2 separate regions of the Mus musculus genome follow, and region 2 is linked to region 1. The links are chromatin contacts, called in public HiChIP or PLAC-seq maps. All regions are on one chromosome and are shown on one strand. The core of a region is the stretch at or near the end of the contact, and the rest is flanking DNA. Distances in the headings are between cores, read along the strand shown.

Evidence for each region. HiChIP or PLAC-seq counts read pairs in DNA pulled down with a chosen protein or histone mark.
Region 2: a contact with region 1 is called in an H3K4me3 HiChIP or PLAC-seq map of bone marrow-derived macrophages, with 4 times the contacts expected there. The contact joins the promoter of Pnrc1 here to the enhancer-like site in region 1. A contact is called at or near these places in 3 of 484 Hi-C or Micro-C datasets (CD4 T cells, muscle stem cells and regulatory T cells), 5 of 115 datasets of contacts at active chromatin or transcription factors (bone marrow-derived macrophages, double positive thymocytes, embryonic stem cells and 2 more) and 2 of 9 other capture datasets (adipose tissue and liver).

Annotation. Positions count from the first base shown.
Region 1 is chr4:32,266,426-32,270,167 of GRCm38.p6, reverse strand. It overlaps a transcript of Bach2 not described here. Among named protein-coding and RNA genes, the nearest start is that of n-TGccc3, 38 kb to the right of the region's middle. Within about 2 kb of position 1,952, at least 12 of the 459 cell types and tissues checked have an H3K27ac peak or open chromatin away from gene starts, as enhancers often do. A contact at or near this core is called in bone marrow-derived macrophages and regulatory T cells, where this site is marked.
Region 2 is chr4:33,246,891-33,250,632 of GRCm38.p6, reverse strand. Pnrc1 (proline-rich nuclear receptor coactivator 1) reads left to right here and starts at 1,846. Exons shown (of 2, transcript NM_001033225.2): 1 at 1,846-2,685. The coding sequence starts at 2,236.

The sequences.
Region 1 (3,742 bases), core at 703-3,202:
GTTTTTACTATGCTGGCTTAGCCAGCTTGCTCTGAAATCCATCTCTGCTCCCTGGGCTGGAACTGCAGGTGGGCTGTCACACCCACCCAGATTTTATGTGGGTTTTAGGGATCCAAACTTGAACTTCAGTCCTTCAGACAAGTACGTACATGCTGAGCCACCTCTCCAGTCTCTACTTTCATTTAAAATTTTTGAATATTCTCTCTTACTTTTTTCCTAGGTTAGGTAAGGATTGTTCCATTTTATTTTATTTTTTAAATAAAACTATTGGTATGGTTACTTCTATGGGTTTCCTGGCTTTTATTGCACTCTGATTATTATTATTTCCTCCCACTTATTTTTAGGCTTCATTTTTCTTTCTCTTATTCGTTTAGCTGAAATTTCAGATTGTTTATTTGGGCTTTCTCTGTCTTGAACGCAGGCCTGTGTTGGTGTAATCACTCCTTGTGGAGCATCTATCCTGCAGCTTCAAAGTCTACACTTCTGCTGTCATTCTCCTCAAGATATTCTCAAGTTTCCTTTCTGAGTTCTTCTCTATCAGTGGGTTGTTTGGGGGGGGCATGTTGTGTATTTTCTAAGGTTCTTTCCATTATTAATTCCTAGTTTCATACCCTTGTAGTCAGAAATAATACTAAGTCTAACTTTTATTTTCTTAAATATATTAACATTTGTTTTACAGCCTAACATAAAGCCTACACTAGAAATAGCTCTGTGCTCACTACTGGGGACTCGAAGTCTGCTGCTGAAAACAGAAAATTCTGTATATGTTCACCAGGTGCATTTTGTCCAAAGAGCTACAGCAGCTCACTCAACATTGTTCTCCTTGCTTTCTGTAAAGGTGGAAGGGCTACCTGCATGGCAGCTAGCATTCTCTTACGAATCCACACGTTTTGACTAAGTTCTTCATGTTAGGTTAGGTCTATAAACATACAGGCACTAAGAAAAGATTGTAAGTGTAAAATTTCTCAAGGATGAAAGCTAGAGACTGCAGGAGGTCCTGCCCACTGTTCCTAAGAGCACAGAAAGAAAAGGAAATGGATTTCAATACTGTTCTAAGAATGATCTGGTGGGGCCACGGGGAAGTCTTGAGCCAACACAACTCACTGGAAAAGTCATGTATCCCACAGCAATGAGTCAGCAATAAAAGCTCCTATTGTGTTCCATTATCAACTTGGAGAGTCTAGAGGCTGAGTGTGGTCTTAAAAACCTGTGCAGTGTGACTGTGGTAGGGTAACAGTTTCATCCCTCCACTGTGCTTCTAAGGAGACCTGAATGTATTAGTTGAATGTATCCCTTGACTATCCAGAACATACATTCCATGGATCTCTCATCCAATCACATATCCAGCTTTCAAACCTCACTTGCCTTCTCTTCTCATCTTTGTAAATCTGGATAGATCCTTTCTTCCTCTGATTGACCTCATGAGTGTTCGAGCAAATATGCCCTCAGATTTAATTTATTACAGACATCATTCCACTAATTTGTCTTCTTCCTCGTTGGTAGTCTCTCTCCTTTACAGTGCATACATGCTCAAAATTTCAACTTCAAAAACCAACATTAAAAAAACAAAAAACAAAAATCCCTGCCCATTTTGCTTTCTTTTCCCACACAGTATAAATGGAAGATCTTCCTTCTAATTTCCTACTCCTCACCAACTGCTCATGACAGTTCTATTCAACTTATTAACTTGGCAAATCCAGGATGGAATGCTTGGCCTCTGTGACACAAGCCTTCCTGAACACCCCCATCTTTAGACTCTCCTACCCTGAATGTTGGCATACTCCACCCCGAGTTTTCCTCTTCCCTTCACACAACTCCTTGGAAGGCTTCTCTGTCTCAGTCACTAAATGTCCTCTTCCTAGCACTTTTATCACTAATCTCTGTTCTACCACCCACATCAATCTCACACCCCAATCTCATGACCTACTGTACACCCATATCCTGGTGATATCACCCATGAAGTTTCCCCAGAGATCTGGACACTGTTCTCAGTCATTTCCTCTCTGTTGATGTCTGTGTTGGGCCAATCACATTTGAGGACTCTGTTCAACTGGTCCTTGGGACCAGTTTCATGTGGCTTTAGTCTGCATCCCTGTAGCCATTGCTTCTCCATGAACTTATAAAGGAGCAGAGTGATTGCCCCTCTGGCTCTGGATTCTAGTTCCTCTTCCTGTTGCAATGATACTATTTCTAAGCACACATGTAACCATGGAACTTCTTTGTTAAAAGGTCCTGAAATAAAAACAAAAAACAAAACAAAACAAAAACAAAAACACAGTTCTGTCTCCTGCTTATCAAACTTCCAAAGACGGGAAGAGTTTTAACTTCCAGTACTTTCTAACTTGCAATATGATTTTCCATCACACATTTAATGATAATGATGGGTCTACATATAAAGGACCTGATGATGACCAACAGATAAATATCTAGATGTTTTGCTAAAAGAAAAACCCTGAAATAGTCCCCCACTGAATACAACGTAAAAGACAATGACTTTGAAATGATAAAGTTTTAGGCTAATGTCTTTGGGACTTTCCTGTGGGCCCAAGCTCTAGTGACACAGACCATCAGAAATCCACACACTGTAACACGTGTATGTTTTCTGTTTCTGTGGCTTTGTGAGGGCCTTTTGCCCCACGAATGCCTTTTCTACCAGCCTTTTCCAACTGGGTGAGTCTCCTATACATCCTTTCGCTGTTCAGATGGGATTCATTCATTCAGTGATATCTTACTAGCCATCTCACCTCTGATGGAGCACCCCACCCTCACGTCACTACCCTAGGATAGTCAAGGGGTTTTTGTTTCCTATCTGTATCTGTTCATGGACTCTACCACACAATTCCAGAGTAGCAGCCTTCTCTTGTCCCTCTCTGAACAGCACGGACACAAAGTTGGCACTTAATGTTTACTTGCTGAAAGAATAAAAAATGAATGAGCCCAACCTCCCAACTTGAGTTTTACATGAGAAAATTTGTTTCTTAAAATCAGAACGGTCAGATCCGGCTGTAGCTCTCAGTAACAGTGGCTGTTATCTGGAATGTGCTAGGCTCTGGGACTCAATCCCCTGCTCTGAAACAAACAAACAGAGGGGATGCGGGTGGGATTCTCAAGGAGTAGCCAAAAACTATTATGCTGCCAACAGATATTACATGCGCGCACTGGTGGCAAGTTCAAGTAGTGACATCTGCAATTTCCACGTGCAAAGTGAGCACTTGGCCTTGCTGGAGAATGACTCCAGGACTCAACAGAGGCCTGCCACAAAGGCTGCTCAAGGGCTGTTATCCCCACACACACTTGCGCTCCCTCTTAGGACTTGCATAAACTAGAGTTCATGTTTCACACAGAGCTCTAACACAAATTGGAAACAGGAGCCCATTAAGTCAGGGAGAGGAAAGGCGAGCCTTTGATACACAAGAAACTTCACATGCATTTTACATTCAATGCTTTTAAAATCTGTTTACAGGACAAAGTACAAAAATTATCCTAAAAGTCATAGCTTATAAACTTGATATGCAAAACAGGAATTTAAAATTAGAAATGTCCATGGCCACTGAGTTGTAAAAGAGAAAAAAAAAGGAAAAGGAAAGAAAAAAATAAAATAGAGTTTCAGACTCTGGGATACACCTCACTGCTGATGAGTGACTGGCCAGCTGGCCCACTTTAATGCACTAGCAAACACAGCCACTGACTGGAAGTAAACTTCTCATTTGGGCCAACAGGATGAGAAACACTCTCTGCTTCT
Region 2 (3,742 bases), core at 597-3,096, 980 kb before region 1:
GAGAAAGGGGTTAGACAGCTTCAGAGGAAAGTGAACAATCCCAGAGTGCCCGGGAAAGCATTCCGGAGTCCAGAATCTGAAAGTAAAAGAGATGAAAAGGAAGTTACCAAAAGGTCATTTTTCTACTCTGGCAAGTGGTGGGTTCCAAACTTTGACTAGGAGATAGCTGTCTCTTGATGAGCCTCAACAGAGTCCCGATCAAGGGAACTGCATGCAACGACTACCACTTCAGAAGTGCTCACCCTGACATCATTTACAAGAAGGGCTGAAATCGCCCGGCTTGGTAGCGCATGCCTTTAATCCCAGCACTTGGGAGGCAGAGGCAGGCGGATTTTTGAGTTTGAGGCCAGCCTGGTCTACAAAGTGAGTTCCAGGACAGCCAGGGCTATACAGAGAAACCCTGTCTCAAAAAAAAAAAAAAAAAAAAAAGGTCTGAACTGAAATCAGGAATGGATATTCCTGACTTTCACCATCATCTGTTCACTATCAAAGAATCAATGTACTGGGAGTGGCTGTGTAGAAAGAAGTAAGATGTCAGGGCTCCCTTCTGGGATCTCTAGCCTGAGAACAAAGACATTCCCTACTGCTGGCCAAAGACAATGGAACTATTCCCTGCCTCTAACCTCCTAGCTCATTCCCATCTTCTGTTCTCCTCACAGTGTGTGTGTGTCTATGTGTGTGTGTGTGTGTGTGTGTGTGTGTAGTGGAAGCAGGTTTGCGGCAGAATGTGTTTGGAAGTCAGAGGGCCACTTTGTGGTTTTGGCTGTCTTTCATTTTTAGGTGGCTTACAGGGATGGGACTCAGGCTGCTAGGCTTATATAGCAAGCATTTTAATTACTCACTGATCCATCTAGATGCCCTGCTCTTTTTATTATGAGGCAGAGTCTCATTAAATTCCCTACACTAGAAATTTCCCATCCTCTACTTCTGCCTCTCCAGGAGCTAGTGTTACAGGTCTTGACCTTGCCATACCTAGACCAGAGTTCAGATTCTTCTGTTAATTTTTTAATGATTTGTGTCTAATTCTTTAGTCTCTTGTATGCCTTACTGTAAAATGATTAAAAAAAAATTATTGGACAATGGTGACATGGGCCTTTAATCCCAGCACTAGGGAGGCAGAGACTGGTGTATCTCTGTGTTCGAGGCCAGCCTGGTCTACAGATCGAGTACAGAGTACAGCCTGGGCTACACAAAGAGTAACGCCATCTCGAAGAAAGAAAAAAGAGGAAACTAAATAAATAAAGCCCCAATCATTAAAGAAGTATGTTTCAAACAAGATGAATTACAGAAATTGGTTCTGAGGTCCTATTTGGTAACTGGTGTCTACAGTTCTTTTCTGTATTAAACTGTGAGTAGAGAATTCTGTTAACCCAGTTAGCTAGCAACTGTAGCAGAGCTGTTTTCTCTGGGTGGGACAAAGGCCAATTGGTTGGCAGCAGCATCAAGTTTCAGGGGCAATGTGAGATCTCAAGAGACTCCCAGAGATCTTTAGCTATAAAGGCAGTAAAAAATTAAAGGCCCATTTTCGGCATTATAGAGTACTTCTGATGAGCTGAAGAATCCTTCAGTAAACCCTTTTTTATTTTCACCACCAGGGTTAATTGGCAGCGTCGGAAAACCGAATGAGAAACCACATAGCCAAATTTCACTGTAGGTTAAATGGAGGCAGATCTTCACCAGTGCTGTAAATCCTTAGTGAAATAAATCCTTAGTGTTCTCCGAAATCTCTTAAAATTTTTATGTAGGGCTGAAATCGAAAACCTACAAAGCAGTCCTTTCTGGAGGTCAGAAGCTTCCTAGTTCCTCCACCGCCTCTCTCCTCCTCCTCCCCTGCCCCACCCCCAGGCTACCCCAAAGGATCGCTGCCAGGGAGGTGAGGCAGAAGTCGAACTTCATTGTTCACGGGACACTCTCGGTAAGAGCCCGTTGGGCGCGCCTGCGCAACGTGCGCTCTTTGTGAAGGGCTGCAGCAGGCTGCTTGTTTGTGTCTTGCCTCGGGGCGCGGAGGCGGGACCGAGGGAGTGGCCTGGCAGGCGCACGCGGATTGGGCCGCCGCAGGGAGGTGGGCGGGCACGGGGCGGGGCCTCGGGTAACAACACTGGCCGCGGTGGCCAGCGCTATTTGTTGCTGCGCCGCCTCGCCCGAGTCATGGTCCTTGCTCCGAACCTTCCAGCAGCAGCCTCCGCCGCCGCCCCGTGACTCCTGCTCCCCGCCTTTCTGCCGAGTCCCCGCGCCATGACCGTCGTCTCCGTCCCACAGCGAGATCTCGCTCTGAGCGGCCGCTTAGCGCCGCTCGGGTTCCTCGGGGCCCTCCCGATGGTGAACCCGGCCCCGCCGCCCTTGCCGCGCCTTCCGGACCCGCGCGCGCTGCCACCCACCCTCTTCCTGCCGCACTTCCTCGGGGGGGACGGGCCGTGCCTGGCGCCCGCGCCTCGCACCACCGCGCCGTCCGGCTGCACCTTGGCCCCGGCGGCTGCCCCGCGGGCGGCGCCCAAGAAGCGGCGGAAGAAAAAGGTGCGGGCCAGCCCGGCCGGGCAGCTGCCCAGCCGCTTCCACCAGTTCCAGCAGCACCGGCCGAGCCTGGAGGGTGGTCGCAGCCCGGCGCCGGGGCCAATCGTCGCGCAGGAGGAGCGAGGTCTGGCGGCCACTGCCCTGCTCCACAGACAGCCCCCACTCGCGAAGGAGGTAGGGCCGGTGGGGGCGGGGCGGCTGTTTACTCGGGAGGGAAGTTTCCGTGACGCTCGCTCGAGTGGTGGGGCGGAAGCGGGAGGGGGGCTGGGCGGCTGCGCTGGCGCCGCCCATTGGCTCCGGAGCCAGCCAATGGGAGCGGCGGCTACGGCCCAGCAACAGCCTGCATTTAGAAGCTTGGCGGCGCTCCAGGGGGTTTCGGCGTTCGGGGCTCAGGGACCTGCGGAGGGCTGACGTCAGCCCGCTACGTGCAGCGCTCTGGGGCGCTCATGAAGGCGGTGCTGGGTGGGGGCGGAGGCGCAGGCGCAGGCGCGGTGCCCAGTGGGGCACCGGGCGGGCGGGACCCACGCACAGCCAGATCCGCTGAGTCGGACTGCTGTTGGGAAGTTGGCAGGAGTCTCCGTCTGATGCCCGACGCGAAGGTGTCCCGGGCCCTGTGCAGGCCGGCACGAGCTTGCCTCGCTGGAGGGGGCTTCTAAGCAGCGCCCTGAATGAGTTTTTAGAAGTTATAAAATGGACTCCTCGGTTAACGGATCTGGATAACTGGGATACAGTTTTGTCGAGGCTAAAGGATTTGAGAGTTGTCTTAGCATGAAAAACAAAAGCCGAAACCACCTTTTTCATACAGCTTGAAGAATTCTTTGTTGGTAGTGACACGAAAAGCAGCCATTGTACTGAAATTGTACTTGATCAAGATGTGCCCATGAAGAGGAATAAGAATTTAGATCCTGAAGTGGTTTTTTGTTTGGTTTGGTTTGGTTTTTAGTTTTTCAGACAGGCACTTGCATTAGCTTAGAACTCACTGTACATTGGAGAAGATTCTATTTTTCAGAGGCAGTTTTGAACGGGAAAGACAGTATGACCTTGTACTTGGGTCTCAGTTTTTGTGTCCTTACTATATCATGCAAGCATCAGAGGGGCAGTGATCTAAGGGTGTTTTCATTTGGTGCACATTTCTGTAGATTATGCTGGGAAAGTTACTACAGTGCAAAAGTTTGTGGCCTGTTAGGATTCGGGCTGTAGCCCCGGCTGGCCTGGAATTTACCTTTCTGCT